Linked DNA regions of Mus musculus: regions 1, 2, 3, 4 and 6 are each linked to region 5. The links are chromatin contacts, called in public HiChIP or PLAC-seq and promoter capture Hi-C maps. All regions are on one chromosome and are shown on one strand. The core of a region is the stretch at or near the end of the contact, and the rest is flanking DNA. Distances in the headings are between cores, read along the strand shown.

Evidence for each region. Promoter capture Hi-C pulls out the DNA fragments that hold promoters and counts their contacts. HiChIP or PLAC-seq counts read pairs in DNA pulled down with a chosen protein or histone mark. Capture Hi-C pulls out chosen DNA fragments and counts their contacts.
Region 1: a contact with region 5 is called in a promoter capture Hi-C map of pre-B cells. The contact joins the promoter of Dennd5a here to the promoter of Eif4g2 in region 5. A contact is called at or near these places in 3 of 39 promoter capture datasets (hippocampal neurons, liver and pre-B cells), 1 of 115 datasets of contacts at active chromatin or transcription factors (large pre-B cells) and 2 of 9 other capture datasets (adipose tissue and liver).
Region 2: a contact with region 5 is called in a promoter capture Hi-C map of liver, with 4 times the contacts expected there. The contact joins the promoter of Ipo7 here to the promoter of Eif4g2 in region 5. A contact is called at or near these places in 11 of 39 promoter capture datasets (the C10 cell line, the HPC-7 cell line, cranial neural crest and 8 more), 1 of 484 Hi-C or Micro-C datasets (differentiating embryonic stem cells), 4 of 115 datasets of contacts at active chromatin or transcription factors (astrocytes, embryonic stem cells, forebrain and 1 more) and 2 of 9 other capture datasets (adipose tissue and liver).
Region 3: an H3K27ac HiChIP or PLAC-seq map of embryonic stem cells shows a contact between it and region 5, with 6 times the contacts expected there. The contact joins the promoter of Mical2 here to the promoter of Eif4g2 in region 5. A contact is called at or near these places in 2 of 115 datasets of contacts at active chromatin or transcription factors (embryonic stem cells and pancreatic cancer cells) and 2 of 9 other capture datasets (adipose tissue and liver).
Region 4: a promoter capture Hi-C map of neural stem cells shows a contact between it and region 5. The contact joins the promoter of Dkk3 here to the promoter of Eif4g2 in region 5. A contact is called at or near these places in 5 of 39 promoter capture datasets (the 3T3-L1 cell line, 3T3-L1-derived adipocytes, hippocampal neurons and 1 more) and 1 of 115 datasets of contacts at active chromatin or transcription factors (astrocytes).
Region 6: a promoter capture Hi-C map of pre-B cells shows a contact between it and region 5. The contact joins the promoter of Akip1 here to the promoter of Eif4g2 in region 5. A contact is called at or near these places in 5 of 39 promoter capture datasets (hematopoietic stem and progenitor cells, liver, neural stem cells and 1 more) and 1 of 115 datasets of contacts at active chromatin or transcription factors (the 230-238 cell line).

What each region holds. Positions count from the first base shown.
Region 1 is chr7:109,959,140-109,961,839 of GRCm38.p6, forward strand. It overlaps Dennd5a (DENN/MADD domain containing 5A), which reads right to left and starts at 1,283. Exons shown (of 23, transcript NM_021494.1): 1 at 935-1,283. The coding sequence starts at 1,043.
Region 2 is chr7:110,016,969-110,019,668 of GRCm38.p6, forward strand. Ipo7 (importin 7) reads left to right here and starts at 1,347. Exons shown (of 25, transcript NM_181517.5): 1 at 1,347-1,540. The coding sequence starts at 1,457.
Region 3 is chr7:112,224,476-112,227,175 of GRCm38.p6, forward strand. Mical2 (microtubule associated monooxygenase, calponin and LIM domain containing 2) reads left to right here and starts at 1,361. Exons shown (of 26, transcript NM_001193305.1): 1 at 1,361-1,546.
Region 4 is chr7:112,157,706-112,160,405 of GRCm38.p6, forward strand. Dkk3 (dickkopf WNT signaling pathway inhibitor 3) reads right to left here and starts at 1,426. Exons shown (of 8, transcript NM_015814.3): 1 at 1,261-1,426; 2 at 478-713. The coding sequence starts at 690.
Region 5 is chr7:111,081,624-111,084,323 of GRCm38.p6, forward strand. It overlaps Eif4g2 (eukaryotic translation initiation factor 4, gamma 2), which reads right to left and starts at 1,407. Exons shown (of 22, transcript NM_013507.3): 1 at 1,162-1,407; 2 at 1-10.
Region 6 is chr7:109,702,351-109,705,056 of GRCm38.p6, forward strand. Akip1 (A kinase (PRKA) interacting protein 1) reads left to right here and starts at 1,328. Exons shown (of 6, transcript NM_020616.2): 1 at 1,328-1,426; 2 at 1,596-1,820; 3 at 2,601-2,681. The coding sequence starts at 1,602. It also overlaps a transcript of Denn2b not described here.

The DNA.
Region 1 (2,700 bases), core at 33-2,532, 1.1 Mb before region 5:
GATGATCACTTTCAATAGAGAAACTGTACGGTGTTCAATGACTACCACATCGTGACAGAAAGGGGGAGAGGAGTTTCCCTCATCGAATCAGCATGACATAACTTTAAAGTCTAACACGACAAGCCTCCAACCACTGAAACCTGCTTACTGGCCACCCAAAAACTTTTCAAAACTGTTGCAACTCCAATGTGGGCGCGCAGGAATTCACCGGGGATTTTATAATTCTTACACCTTCAAGCAATGGGTGCCAAATCTCATCAGGGCCTCACTGTCACTCCCCCATCACTTCCTCTTCGAAAGATAACTTGAGAGGCATCACAACACTGCACAACCTGTCCAACTGGGACGCGCTGCCTTCATTCACAAATGACCCTCGCCTGGTAAAGGACATTAACTTAAAAAACAAACAACAACAACAACAACAACAAAAGCATGGCCCTGGGTACAAGTTCTTTTCTAGCGCCAAGAGAGAACCCGTTCTTGGTGTAACCCGGTTCAATTTGTCACTTCACGTCCGATCAAGAGGGGCAGAACTGTGAAGGAAAAGCCCGGGCCTGGCCTGCTCAGGAGTGAGTTATAACGGTTTTGAGGAACTGGTCTCGCCGGCTTCTTGGGAAGAGGCCAAATAAACTCATCAAGTTTTTGTTTTGCTCTTTTGAAAAGTCTGGGTGGGACTAACTCTCACTAGGAAGTGGGCTAACTTCTTTCCTCCCAAAAGGGTGCTAGAAGGCAAGCTTCCCTTCATTGTGGACTAAGCCCCTCGACCTCTGAGCGCACCCAGCGTCCGCGTCTCCCCAGGTTGCCGACGCGGCGACCACCGCGCGGGGGGCAGCAGGCCCGCGGGACCCGCGTCCCGTCTGCTCGCCCGACCCTCACTGGGCTCCCGGGACAAAGCGGGCCCCGCGGGCCCTAGCCCGGGCTCGCGCGCACTCACCCGACAGCTCGTCCGGCTCCAGCCCGGTCTCGGTGTCCAGCCCGCAGATGACAAAATAGTCGGCGAAGCGACTGGGCGCCGAGCCCCCTCCGCCGCCGCCGCCGCTCATGGCTCCGGGCCGAGCGGGGCAAGCCGCGCGGAGCCGAGCCCCCGCCCCCGGCCGCCCGCCCGCCCTCAGCCGCCGCTCCCTCCGCCGCCGCTACCGAGGCTCCGGCCGCCGCCCCCGGGCCTCGCCGGGTCCTAGCGGCCGCCGCTGCCGTGCCGGGGCAGGGGGGCGCCGGGCCACCCCGCGCCGCATCCTGGACGCTGTCCTCTGCACCGCGGCCTGAGCAAGCCTGAGGAAGGGCGGAGAGCGGCCGCCCGCCCCACCGCGGCCCCCCACCCGCCGCCACCGCGTGCGCACGCGCGGTCGGGGAGGGGCGGTCGTCGGGCGCAAAGGATGACGTGATGCTCTTTGGGCCCCGGGGGCCTGGGCTTCCAGAGCAGCCACCACAGAGTGGCCAGCGGTCAGCTGCTGGGATCCCGCGACTGCAGCCACCTCCACGCGACTGCGACACCCTTTAGAGAAATCGGATGCGGTGTGCGGAAAGAGTGGGCCATGGTGGCTCGTGCTGGCCGTGTCACCGGCATAAGAGCTGCAGGGCTGAACTGTGAAGCCCACCGAATCCTGCTCCTATACTGTCACCACAGAGCAGCTTCTCCTTGTCACCTCTCCTCAGTGTCAGCTTTCCCCAATAGATCTGAGGAAACTCTGTTCTTTGGAGAGAGTGGGTCAGCTTATCTTCTATTTACCTTTAATTTGCAGATAGGGAAACTGAGGCTCAAAAAATGCAAGAAACAACCCTACGCTTGAATCCTGCGCTAGCTCACTGCCCCGCACCCCACAAGCAGGGCTTCTTCCATGCACCAAACTCTCCCCCTTTCATGAAGCCCCAGAAGTCTCCCTCCCCCTTCACTTAGTTCTTTTCATGCTCACAGAATTCTCTGTCCATTCATCCATCTATCCATCACCCTTCATTCATTCATTCATTCATTCATTCATTCCTTTCTTCCTTCTAGTGAGAATTTGCTTGTAGAAGAGAAAGGGTGGCTGAACAGGTGAAACCTCCTGGTCCTTGTCTCTTGTCTAAAGAACAGACCCTCTGACTTCATTTTCTACAGAAGCTAGCCAGATGTGTCTTCTTTTGGTGGTTGGTTGGTTGATTGATTTGATTTGGTTTTTTTGGATAGGGTCTCACTTATAGACCTGTCTGACCCAGAACTTGCTATGTACCTGTATTACCCTGATGCAATACTCTTTCTTCTGCCTGCTCAGTGCTGGGCTTAAAGGCCTGCATCATCACACCAGGCTCAGGTGGGTCTGTACTGTAACATCAGAGGCCAAGGAAGAGAAACTGTAGTGGCTGCTAGCATGGGCTCTAGAAACAGTCCCCCAGTTTGAATTCTGACTTATAATGTACAATATGATATTGGCAACTTACTTATGTAATTTCTAGGTGCCAACAGGCATGATTTTTGTCAAAGTACAAAATAAATGCATGTATAGGTAAAGTGGTGAGGATTATACCCAGAACATAGAAGGCACTCCATAAATATTATATACATTGTCATTGTTGTTACAGAATAGTGTGCGCCAGGTTTGCTCTGGCAGGCAGCCAGCTAAGGACTATAGAAGGCAATTGGCTTCCCCAAGGGCTGAACCTGGGCTCTCTCCTGGGTTCTGTCCCAGTATTCCTCTCAAGTACTGGATCCCTTTGGGAGGTTGG
Region 2 (2,700 bases), core at 97-2,596, 1.1 Mb before region 5:
AACTCAGAAATTCACCTGCCTCTGCCTTCCAAGTGCTGGGATTAAAGGCATGCGCCACCACGCCCGGCCAAAATATTCTTATTTCATGAGAATTTATAATCAAGTATGGTAGTACAGCACTTGTGGGGTGGAGCAGGATTACAAATTTAAGGACAGTATGTTGTACACAGAGAACTGAATTCCTGCTTTCTTCAAGAACATAAGGTCCTAACCACTGAGTCATTTCTACAGCTCCCTGTTGCTCCTTTGTGAGACAGGTTCAAACATTGTAGCTCAGGCCTGCCTGAAGCTCAGTATATAGCTTCCCTTAGATTCTAATTGAAAATTGATTTGATTTCTAAAGGTAAAATGATTTGAGATGTATGACAGTAGTTCTCAATATTTTCACTGCTGCAATCCTTCAATATAGTTACTTATATTATGATGATTCCCAACCATGATAGTAGCATTTTCATTGCTACTTTATAACTGCAATTTTGCTACTGCTATGAATTATACTGTAAATATCTGATATGCAGAGGATAGCTGATATTCAACAAAGGGGTCACGATCCACAGACCCACAAGATGAGAACTACTGAATTAGAGGTTTAAATATCCATACACAGGGAGTTTTAATGGACATTATGCATTTATTCTGAATTTAGAAATAATTTATATAATGACGTAGCTGAGATTTGAACACTCATTAATAAGGCACAACTTCAATATATAGGATAAAGTCTTACAAAATGAGATTAATGAATCAAAGTGGAGCAGTTTTTATGGCATTTAGAAACTCATCTCAAATCATTGTTGAGAAAGTTCCATCTGGGAGGCTCAGGCAGTGGTATTGCAACAAGTTCAGGTCAAAAGCCTGTCTCAAAAAACAAAACAGAGCTGGGCGTGGTGGCGCATATCTTTAATCCCAGCACTCTCCCAGCACTTGGGAGGTAGAGGCAGGCGGATTTCTGAGTTCGAGGCCAGCCTGGTCTACAAAGTGAGTTCCAGGACAGCCAGAGCTATACAGAGAAACCCTGTCTCAAAAAACCAAAAAACAAAACAAAAACAAAACAGAAATTTCTTTTAATTATACAGTTAGTAACAACGTATTGCATCACACACTTCTTGAGATTCTCTAGGGATATCATATAAAATTTTGTAACTATTTTACTTTTCTCTTTGTGGCGTTTGAACGTTGTCCCTTTCACTGACTACAGTGGGAGCCAGCCACGTGGGCCGTGTCCGCGTTTGGGGACTACATTTCCCAGGGTGCTCCGCCGGAGACTTGACAGGAAGTGGCCGGAGCATCTCCCGCCTCCACGCCGAGGCGAGAAGGTTCTATCCGGGGCCTTGGCGCTTCTCTTTCCTTTCGCGCCGGTTGCCGCTGCGGAGCGCGGCCGGTCCATGTGCGCAGTGAGTGGCGCTATTTCTGCCTCAGTAGCACCGGTGTCCCGGGTCTGACCGACCGCGCGGCGATGGATCCCAACACCATCATCGAGGCCCTCCGGGGCACCATGGACCCAGCCCTGCGCGAGGCCGCTGAGCGCCAGCTCAATGAAGTAAGGACGGCCGGCTAGCGGCTGCTGCGGGCTTGTGGGCCGGCAGGCCAAGACTTCCAGGCCTGGCTGGAGACGCGGAGCACAGCTCCGACGAGCCCATTTGGAGAGGTTGGGCGGAGATCTGACCGCCGTGCCAGGCTCCACTGTGGGGACGCGGCGTCCAGGCCGCCACTCGGTCGGCTTCCGAGTGGGCCTCTGGCCCGGGTCTGGGCGTGTGGAGCCGGCCGAGCTAGGCGGGCGTGACGGTCTGGACACATGGCCGGCTCCCGTGGCCCGCCGCCCTCTGGCTGTCTCCCAGTTTGCTCTCGGGAGGGGGCGAGACAAACTGGGAGGGTGTAGAGATGTGTCCCAGACCAGTCTTTCCGGCGCCCGGTCGGCCGGGGTTCCTGGGGAGGCTAGCTAGTCCACTGGGGGCTGCGCCTGACAGCCTTGTGTGTGCTCTTGGCGGATCAGTGACCTGCCTGTCCGGTACAACTTTCTTCTCGCCGGCGAGGTGCTAGGGACAGATTTCAGATCTGGTAGGGCAGGGGTAGTGTGGGTTACACTGTGCGATCCCCGCTCTGGTACTGTCCTAGTACCACAGTTGGGAGGCGGGATGATGTAGTGGAACGGGTCAGATAAAGTGCGACCTTCTAGGTATAGCAGCCTCAATGATTTCTGGAGTGAGTGACCTTGGGCAAGTCTCACCTCCAGATCCTGAGTTGTACTCATTCATGAAATTAGGCCGTACGGTTGCTGTGATGGTCAAGTGAGATAATCTAGAGCCTATAGAGCTTTCATATGCAACATTAGTGGAGAGTTGGTTTCTCTTCCACGTGTTTTGGGCAGTGCCCCTTGGAAAACTGTTATATTGATATTCTATTGTACTGATTTCATCAGCGTTCTTTTTTTCTGAACTTGGCTATTTTATATATTAGTAAGAATTTAATAGGTTTATAAAAAGGCCTCTGTAAGGTCTCTTTGAGTCTCAGTGTTTTGGTGTGTGTGTGTTCATATACATATATATGTATACTGCATATACACAAATACTAAATTGTATATGCACGCTTTATACACACATATAAGTATCTTTTTTTTTTTTTAATGCAAAAAGAAACCCTTGTTTAAAGAAATCTTAGCCGAGCGGTGGTGGTGCACGCCTTTAATCCCGGCGCTTGGGA
Region 3 (2,700 bases), core at 111-2,610, 1.1 Mb after region 5:
GGGTTCTCGGAGGCCCAGGAATGGCTATAGAGGCCTCACTTCACGGTTGTGTATGTTGACTTGGAATCAGTTCCCCGTTTAAATACAGACACGTTAATATGCACACGGTCTTGGTAAATGACTCTGTATTACAGATCTCAGTTCCCCCATCTGTGAAAGGGGATGAGGATATTGAAAAGATCAATCTCTAGGTCTGGGTTTAAATGAGATGATGCATGGAAGGTGTTCATTGATTGGTGGTGACATGGTTAGAGTCCCACCAGAGTCAAGTACTGTCCCTCTTAGAGTCAGTGATGAGTTTTGCAGACTGAGTGGGGTTGAGTACCAGGTATAAAAACGCATCCACAGAAGTGGAGTGAATCCTAAGGACGCTGAGAGGCAAACTCTGAGAAACCCCAAGGCCTGGATGATGGAAACGCAAAGAGTATAGAAAAAGACGGGCCCCAGGTTTGGGGGTGGAGGAATTGCTGCCTGCACTTGCCTGGCCAAGGGGCATGCTCTCCAGAGGGTGGTACCCGGGGAATTCCAGCAGCCTGGAGTCATGGTACTGTTTGCCTTCGCCGCCCAAGCCTGCCTGCTTTCCTCCCGCTGGGTCAGCTCAGTTTCAAGAACATTTATGGACTCTGCATTGGGCCAAGCTGAATGATGGGCTGCGGGCCCCAGGGGTGAGTCAGTCCACTTGAATCCTATTTTCACTGCTGTCGCAGTGTCCGTATGAATTTCTCAGGACTTCGAGCCCGAACCATTCATTCAGAATTTTCGCTGAAACTGTGAGAGGCATGGTCATTCATGAAAGCGATCAGAAACAGGGGTTAGCCATTCGACAGCCAAGAAAGAGAAAGTGCGAGCGACCCAGTCAGTGCGATTGGTCTGTGTCACTACCCCATTTCCCACAGCTTTAGCCCAAGCAAGGCCAGTTCAAGAGAAGACCCAAGCAAGGAAGATTGCATGCAGAAAAGCAAGAAATGAGGGCCCAAGAAGGCCAGGCAGTCCTAGAAGTCCTTTGCTGTTCCCTCCAGTCCAGAAGGGACAGTGAGGCTGTCTTTCCAGCTGCCTAGGCAAAGCTTCGGGAGGCCCAGCTTTCCCCTCTCCCTGGACACCAGAACACCAAGGCCGGGTGTTCGTCTCATAGCAGCCCAGGGCTGGGTCTTCGACCTGTGGCCAGGGTGGGAGCGGCTAGGGCAGGGCTTCAGCCCACGTGCGTCCGAAGCTGCAATGGTGACAGCAACCCCCAGCCTGGTACTAACTGGGAGGGCGCTGGGGTGGGTTCCGCGCTGCATGACCATTGGTCGCGCGTCTCAAGCATGGGGTGGAGCCTCGCCTTCGGAGGCCCTGTCATTGGCCGAACCTCGATGGAGGCGTGTCCCAATCGGATCCTCCGCGGCTCACAGAACCGCAGGCACCCGGCCGGCTCAGCCTGCGCCGGGCCGCCTCGCTAGCTCCGGGCTCGGCAGGCGGCCCGCTGGGTCCCGGATTTCTGCGCCCTCAGACAGAGGACAAGAAAGGCAGGTGTTGACCTGAGGCCTGGAGGCCCGCGAGACCTTGGGTAAGACGGAGTGGGAGAAGGCTCCGGGGTGTGCGGGAGCGGGTGGGGACTGTGCCAGTCCCGGCTGGACTCCGCGCCCTACTGGACGCCCCGGAGGGTCAGGTGCGGCAGTTCCGTCCGGGATCTCAGACCCACCTGCGGGGTGCGCCGTGGGCTCTTCACCAATCAAAACTGTCATTCTAACCTCAGAAAACCCAACACACGCGCATAGTAGGCGCCCTTCAGCAGCAGGGTCGCCTGTCATCGTTCAGGGGAACGTCCCCAAACTTTGCTCTGTGCGATCTAGGCTCCCGTACCTTTCCCATCCTCTAACAGAGCGCCTTGCTTATTTTTATTTTATTATTATATTTTTCTGCTTCCTTTCTTCTCCTCCCTCCTTGATAACAGGAAGTTGGGCCAAATGTCAGTGGCCTGGCCAGCGGCGGGCTGGAACTCGGGCTGGTTGCTTGGCCGGTGGCGACGCTCCGAGGGTCCTGCGCTGCTGTTCCCTCTAGCTTGGGACCCCTGACAGCCTGTGCTTGTCCCTGCCCAGGAGCATCCTACCCTCGTGTCCTGCTCTGTCAGTGGCTAGCTGGCCCTGGGCTGGGGTCTCCCTTGCAGCCTCTGCCTGCTGCAGCTGTTCGGAGAGGGCGGGGTTAATTTATCCCAGGCCAGCCTCAGTCTTAGCCTCACCCTCACCGGCGGAGCTGGGAAGGGCCTGTACTGGACCGGGAAGAGGCGTGTTGAAACCAGAGTACTCTCCTGTCTCCTTCCACATTGTTTATTCTGGGCCTGGGTTTCTAAAGCGGAAAGAGCTCTCGTTTGCAAGGCCTTTCGCTGTCCACTATGTCTTAGGTGGTTTAGTGGGAGGATAAAGTCAGTAGCCCTTATGGATAGACCCGGAGAGAAGAAAGCTGGAGGTCAATTGGCCTTCCGCATTTGCCTCCTGAGTTCTCAGGTACCTGTGTCCTCTGCGTGCCAGCAATCTCCGCGAGGGGTGGGGGTGGGGGCAGTGGACCTAAAGCGTGGGACACCAGGATAGCCCCTGTTCATGTCCCAGGGGTTTCAAAGGTGATCAGTGCTGCCTTCTTCAGGCACAAGGAAGAGGGCACAGGTTGGATCCCAGTAGTTTCTCCCCCAAAAGCTTGTGTTGTGTCCTCTCTGTTTTAGGGATC
Region 4 (2,700 bases), core at 176-2,675, 1.1 Mb after region 5:
CGCATGACTAGCGTCCTGACTGTTTCTTGGGGAAGATGGTACAGGCTCAATGCCCAAGGGACACGTTGGAACTTGAAGCTGTCTGCAGCTGCCCCAGCCTCTGCAAACCCATTGCGCTGAGACACCCGAGTGGCCCCAACCTCAGCTCAGCTCCAACAGGGGACAGCCAGCTGCGACACAGTGGCTCCTGCTCCTTAGGAAGAATTCCACCAAACCTCCCTTGCTGGACAGGGATGCATTCAGACTTTCGGCAGGCAGACAGAACCGGCTGAGAGTAAGAATCACCCAGCGCTGCACTCAGGGCACTCCACGTCTGCTGTCAGGCCTTTTTTCCAGCTCTGCACAAAGCCAAGTCTTTGGCCAGTGCTGCAACCATCGCTAGAAATATCCCCCCCACCCCACCCCCGCCAAGCCCCCGGCCCACTCCCTTTCTCATTCTCGCACTTTCAGAGCCAGGCGCCCTCAGGGTGCACCCACCTCCTCCACGGCACTGCGCAGTTTGTGCTGAGTGTCTTCCATCAGCTCCTCCACCTCTCGAAACATCTCATTGAGCGTAGCTTCCTCCTGAGGGTAGTTGAGAGCTGGGCCCGGCTCCGCCGGAGTCCAAGTGACCGTCGGGGAAGGAGCAGGAGCAGTGGGGACCGCCGCCGCCAGCAGTGTACACAGCAAAATACCCCCGAGCCGCTGCATGTTTGTTCCGCGCTGGCCGCCGCCTGTGTGTCCCGGAAAGCTATCAAAGACTGCAGGACCACCCCTCTTGCCCGTCCCGCCCCGCCCCGCTGCTCTGCCCGCCCCCAGATGGAGCGATACCCAGCCCCCTCCCAGACTCAATCCCTGCTGGAAACAGTGGTGACCACTACTCCTCTCCAGCCTGGGTGCCCTCTGCACTCTAAGCCCCCAAACCCCGTTCTAGTACCCAGGAAGAGCTCCACTTGACACGCTTATGGAAACCCCAGCTCCGGAACCAAGGAACTCAAGTCTTCTACTCTTAATAGCAGACCACTTGCCCGAATCAGGAGACATTATCTGGACTACGGGTTCGAGTCCCGTCCCTTCCTTTACTATTTCCCCATCAATTCTATTACTGGGATCTCTTGGACCCTGACACAGGCTCAAGCCTCTCCTAGCCCCAAGCAGAGATCAGCAGAGCCCTCCTCCCAGTTCATCCTCCTCCCATCGCGATGCAAATGCATGGAGCCCCCCATCTCTAACTAAGGGAGACCCAGCTGGGCTATCTCCACGACGATGACCACCGCTCACCCAATTCGAATGAACAAAGCTGAGCTGCAAGCTGGATCTGGTCACGACCGGTAGCTGGGCTGCCACAGAGCAGCTGGAGAGGCACTGTGTGCGGCTAGGATGCAAAAGCGCCTGTATCCAGAAAGCCTGCAGCCTGCGCCCCCCCAGTCCACCACGCCTCCGCCCGGCGGGAGGGGCGGTCGCACAGCCAATCGCTCTCCAGGCCGTCTGCGACCTCAGCTCACTCCAGCCTCTAAATCCTGGGAGGGCCAGTCTGCAGGAATCTATCCTCTTCCTGGCAGCCCCCTACCTCCGCGATAGCCCAGGCTTCTACTACATTTTACAGCCTTCTTGAGTCTCACCTTGCTAGCTCTAAGCCTGCCTCTGCCTTGGACGCAGTCCTAAGGGATGGAATCCCAGCCCCTCAGCCATTACAAGGTAGTCTAGACAGTACCCAGCCAGGAAAATCCACTTTTGGCCATGAGAATGGGTCAACAGAATGTCAGCAAGTCCCTAGACAGGCGACATAGCAAAGTAGCTAGGATGGACACCAACAGTCCCAGTACTGCCAAACTAGTATGGTCTGTAACGTAGCTTGATGTATGCTGCAGGCTACAGCTGTACATGTAATTCCTACTTAATACGCACGATTCATGAAGAGGGGTCAGGGCTTGAAAATGGGCTGTGTACCTGAGATAGCAACCTGGTCTATTGACAGTTATCTCTTCAGTGCCTAGAAAAGGGGTACTAAAAAATTAAATTAAATTAAAAATTTTTTTAAAAAGTGTTTCCGAAAACCCTTCTCCCACTTCTTTATCTATCCTGATTCTTCCTCATCAGTTTCCCTGACATCTCTCTCTCCCCTCCCCTCCCCTCCCCTCCCCTCCCCTCCCCTCCCCTCCCCCCTCTCCGCATCTCCTGATCTTTTTCTCATTTCTTCCCTGTGCTGGCTAATTTTTTGTCAACTTGACACAAACTAGAGCCACGTGGGGAAAAAACACCTCAGCTGAGAAACTGCCTCCATTGGTTTGGTCTGTCCGTTGCAGCATTTTCTTAACTGCTAATTGATGTAGGCGATCCCAGCCACTAGGGGTGATACCACCAACAGGCAGTTGAGCCAAGGCTGTGTAAGAAAAGTGGCTGAGCAAGCCAGAAGAGCAAAAGACAGTGACCTTCCTCCATTGGCTCTACCTCACGTCCTGAGCTCCAGGCCTGGCTTCCTTGATGCTGGAGTATAAACCTGTAAGACGCAATGAACCCTTTCCTCCCTGAGTGGCTTTTAATCATGATCTTTATCACAGCAACAGAAAGCCAAACTGGAACATGCCTCATCTGTCCTCTGGGGTAGCTAGCACAGGTCACAGACTCACTGGAGTCTCTTCACCAGCCCCTCCCCTGCCACCCACGAGGAACCAGGAGCTTGGTTGTATCTGCAGGGCTCCAGGCCTACACACCTGATCC
Region 5 (2,700 bases), core at 157-2,656:
AATGAAAAGCCTGGAAAGAGAGAAAACACCAAAATTAGGTACTGCCATACTGAGCTATAAACTTTCAAATATAATTTATTTCCGCTCCCAGCACTGCAGCTGGTTGAACTTTCACTGCATTGCAGCCCTCAGAAGACTAAAATAGAACGAAGTCAAAACCCACAAATACACAATAAAACCTGTTTAGCCCCGTGGATTCTCTTAGTATTCAAGGATGCAAAGAACAGCTTTTGTGAGAAAAATAAAATGAAAAAAAATCTGGATGCTGCCTAGGAAGCAGCCGTATTATGGGGCCTTTAAAATTAAACAGAAATGCTATCAAGACCGGCGGTGCTACAAGGGATATGTCTGCGGTACTAAAATGGGTGGCCGGGGTGGTGACAGGCCGGCCAGAGCCTCACTACCCGGTGTTGGGCAGCTTTTCCTCCGCTCGTCTTTATAAGCCCTTCCTTTTACACAGGGCGCGTGTGGAAAGCCGCCGGAAGGCCGGGGCCACAACACAACATGGCAGCAGGCACCTCCGCCCCACTCCGCGCGAACAAAAGAGCAGCGAGTTCCTCCCCCAGGCCCAGGCTGGCTCAGCTTCCGAGCGGCGTCTAGCGAGGGCCCAGGCCTGGGCGGGAGGCGCCCCCTCCGGGCCGGCCCTTTGTTCTCCCGCAGGAAGGCGGCCTCCTGCCCACCCGCCGCCTCCACCATAAATCCCCCGGCTGACAGCGCCTCGGCTGCCAAGGCCCACAAAGGGACCGAGACTCGCTCTTGGCGTCGCCCGAGTGGGACATCCCGCAGTAGGGCCACACACCTCCTCCCCGCCGGGAGGCCGGGCTCCGGACTCGTCCGCCTCGCTGGTCCCGCGCCAACGGCCGGGCCCTGCCGCGGGCCGCGTCCCTCCCGCCGAGGCGCGAGGCCTGCCACGCTCGCACGCTGTTCCCGGATCCCACGTCAGGATCCCGGCTGCGCCCGCCACTCGACCGCACGTCAGCCTAGCTCTTCGGTCGACACAGGAAGGAGCGCGGAGGCCATAGATTTCTAAGTAGCCCAAAGGCAGAGGAAAGGCCGCCCCGCCCGGCTCCGCCTGCGGCCGCCATTTTGTTCCACTCGACAAGAAGCGGCCAGGGGCGGCGGCCATCTTAGAGGGCTCCGCTCGGCGGCGACTCCACTCACCTTCACCGAGAACTCAGCAGCTGCCACCGCAGCTGCCTCCTCTGGATCCGGTCGTCGGGGACGGGGAAGGGAGGGGGAAGGGGAACGGAAAACAAAAAAGGGGGAGGGAAGGGGGAGGAAGGAGACGCGGCCGGCTTGAAAGTCTCAGCTCAGAGGAGTAGCTGCTGCAGCCGCCACCTGGTACCCGCCGCCACCTCCATAGAGCTCCGGCTCGCTGCTGGCGCTGAGGCGTGTCTGAAGCCCAACTTATCACTCTGAGGCGGCCGACCCACTAGAGCCTCCCCGAGTGGCTCCTTCGCTATCCAATCAGCAGCCGGGCTTCCGTCCGCTACCAATCCGCGCAGGGCGGCGGGGAGGAGCCAGCGGGCAAGCTCGGTTGCGGCGCAGCCTCGCCGCAGTGCGCAAAGCCATATTCGCGAAGGCTCTGGGGCCAAGCCAGTGGCGTAAGGGCGGCGGGCCGGCGCGCTGCGGGACTCTTGCGTAGCGCCGGGAGCCCAGTGAGTGTGCGCCGCCGGGCCGCCTGGTCTTCCTGGGCCGGCGCTTTGTTCCGGAGTCCCAGCCTCATGCTTGCATAGAAGAACCTTTTCCTCGCCTCTCCTCCCTGACCCGCCCGGGCCTGGCGTCCTGAGGGCTCGGCGTGGCCTTGCGGCCTGGCCTCGGTTTAGCGTCTGGGAGCTTTGCTGAAGAGAGGGACGTGTGCCCATCGATAGGAATGCGTTCTGTTTGTTGGTCCTCCATCTGCAGAGTAACGAGAAAAGGATCAAAGGAAGGGCTTTGTATCCCAGGCTAGAGGCAGCTTTAACTCAAATGCTCGGCCTGCTGTCACCGAGCTTGACCCAGACAGTATACTAGGCTGGCTTGAGAAGTGTTTGCAGAGCGCGGGCATTTGGAAATTGCAAAGTCATTTTTTAAAGTTTTTCCTTCATTTTTAACAAACATTAAAGACGGGCAGCGCAGTGCTTTCATTTTATTTAAGGGCTATATAGGAAAATGAAGCATTTCAAACTATACTTCCAGGTGGTATTTTAAAAGATGGGTTATGTATGTATGCCACAGTATGCAACATTTTAGCTTTCCAAAAATGAAGGTATGTAAACGAGAAATGTCCCATCTCTGTTAAGCATGCATTTTTTTTTTTCAATAAGATGGGTTACTAAACTAAAGCACGTGTGTTTTCAACAGTCATGGCTTGGAATTCATTCCCAAGAGCTGGGTTTTCAAAGACCCAAACGTAATTTGGCATGTCTTGGTGTTGAAAGCCCTAGTTCTTAAATAGAATTTTCAGCAGACAATTGTACTTTCCTTAGTATTTAAGTCTGCTGAAAAGTGTGGCTTTGAAGGTTTATAATTCTAGTAAACTTAGGTCTTTGCCTTAGAATTAATGCTATTAAATAAACTTTCACTTAAACTAAAAACTGTAAAAACCATTTTTATTTGGGGGTTAAGTGTAAAAAAGAAAAGCATTTTTTAGGAGAGGGGCAATTTTTTTCAATATAAGAGATTTTGCTTTGTATATATAACTTGTATGGCTTTATAACT
Region 6 (2,706 bases), core at 78-2,577, 1.4 Mb before region 5:
GACAAGCCTCAAAGTAATCTAAATGAAAGAGACCGGTCCAAAGGGCCACATACCATATGATTTTATTTGTATGAATCGCCAGAAAAAGGCAAATTTATGGGGATGTCAATCAGAATAGAGGCTACCTAGATCCTGAAGTTGAAGTGAGAATCATTCATCAATAAGAACTAGACTACTTTTTACTCATTTTTTATGTGTGTGAATGTAGTACATGTGTGCCAAAGAAAGTGTATGGAGGTCTGAGGACAACTTTTGGGAGTCCGTTCTCACCTTCTGCCATGTGTAAGGCAGGGTCTTGCTTGTTGCTACTGCTAGACTATATAATTCAAGGTGTCTAGTCCAGGAGTTCTAGCCAATTTCCTGTCCTCACCTCTTATGTCACTGTTGCAGGGTAGGGCTGACAGATGCACACTACAGATCCTGGCTTCTGGCATGGATTTCAAGGAATCTCAGGTAGCTAGGTTTGTGGGCAAATGTTTCTCTATTCACACTACTTAAGGACTGAGAATTCCTTTGTGTCCTGTGAGGGACCCACCCCGCACTGAGCAATGTTCCTTAAAGTGGAACTTTCTCCCCATTCACGCCCTGCTGCTCACCAGGGGGTGTCACTCCCGCTGAGACCCAGGGCTTTCACCATAGCCCCATGGTGTTCTGAAAGGTATCTGATCCATTTCTTACTTTAAAAAGTGATACGATTGATGCTTGAATGGTAGGTCCAGATCCCAGGACCAAAGAGACTGAAAGCCAGCCTGGTCTACATAGTGAGGGTTTGCACAGTGAGACTGTCAAAAACAAACAAACAAATAAACCTCCAACAAAATTGTGTGAATCTGTTCTTCCAAGGGAGGAATGAGGAAGCTGCAGGAAGGGAATGACGGGATTCCCCACTCACCACTCCACTACATCCTCTACCAACCTGCCAAGAAATACCTGCCATCCCCTGGAGTCTTACCAGTCCCCTCACCCACAGTTCCAAGACCTCCGTCTGGCCTCCATCCCCAGCCTTGAGAGTTCTTCTGACAGAATGCCCTTTCCCCAGCACTACCTCCTCAGTCGCGTTGGTCCGCTAGCCTCATCACCTCCTCACACAAAAGTGGTTCTGGAGTGGCGAGACCCCTGAATACGGTCCGCATGCACCTACTCTCACAAATGTTTTTAGCGCAACGAGTCACGGGATCCACACTGACCTGTCGCGGCAAGAAAGTCCTCGAACGACAACAAGCGCCCGCTTCGCGTCTGAAGCTGATTAAGGCTGGGCCCACGTGCCCCTCGACCCGGCCCCGCCCACACCGGCTCCGCCCATCGCCAGGCCCCGCCCACGGCGCGCAGCAGTTAGCTTGGCAACTGGCGCGAAAGAAGGGCCGCGGGAACACGGAAGGCGTGTCCGTGTGAGCGCTATGCGCGTGCGCCCGGAGAAGCAGGCCGGGTGAGGGGCTGTACCCAGGGTCTGAGAGGCGGAAGTGCAAGGGGCAGGGGTCCTGCCTGCTAGTTCCTCCCCACTTGGATTGCGCGATGCAGGCGAAGGGGGAGTTGGGGTCGCGGGGAAGTTGCCGCCCGGATCCGGGCCTAGTTGACTTGTCTGTGTATGTGTCCAGGGAGACATGGAATACTGTCTGGCGGCCGCGGCGCTGAACGGAGTGGACCGGCGCTCGCTCCAGCGCTCTGCTCGGCTGGGGAGGGAAGTATTGGAGCGCGCCAAGAGGAGGGCAGTGGACTGGCATTCTCCAGAGCGATCCAGAGGCAACGTGGGGGTCCTTTACCGCCAGGGCCCCTACCAGGAAAGATGGTCGGTCCCTGGTTCCCAGCGCCTCCTAGGAGAGGTGAGGCCGGGAGCTGGGGGACTGTCTAGTCATTCTCCGCCGCCACTGGGCGGGAGGAAGCCTCCCATGTCCAGAAGATGTAACGCATTGGAGCAAAAGTGGAAACGTTGTTTGGAAACTGCTTTTGACACGGTCTCGTATAGCCCAGGCTGGCCTTGAACTCTTGCCTACGATTTAGGTACTAGTATTAAAGAGGTTGTGTACAAGCACGGTGTGACCCAATTCTTTTTGAATAACAAAAGAATAGTAGTATTCTGCTTACTTATAACATAAAATTTCTTACCGGGTGTGGTGGTGCACACCATTAATCTCAGCATCCAGGAGGCAGAAGCAGACAGATCTCTTGAGTTCGAGATTAGCCTGTTCTACATAGCAAGTTTCAAGCCATCGTGTGTTACCTAGTGAAACCCTGTCTAAAGTAAATAAATACAATTCTTAGTGTGGTGCCAGAACTTGGGAGGTCGGGGCTAAGGATCAAGTACAAAGTCTTCCTAGTGTACATGTGATCTTGTCTCAAAAAATCATAAACAACAATAACAGTTCTTTCCCATTACTCAATAGTGAGTAAAGCCAGCCAACCAGTTATTTTAGTTCCTGGATAAATTGCACATCTAGTTTACAGAGTTGGATTTTTTTTTTTTTTTCTCAGCAAGATCCTTCTTACCAGTTTCAGCTTGCAGAAGCTTTCCTAAAAGTGAAAAAGGGCTATTTCTCAAATGATGTCCTTCTCCAGTAGGGGATTTGTAGGTCTCACCTATGACTTGCCATTTATTACAACAGAGAGAAGAAAGGTGCCCAACCCTTAGCTCTTCCTTCGGAGCAATGGCTGAATTCATGGACTATACTTCAAGTCAGTGTGGGGTAAGTTGGTGTGATCTGGACTTGG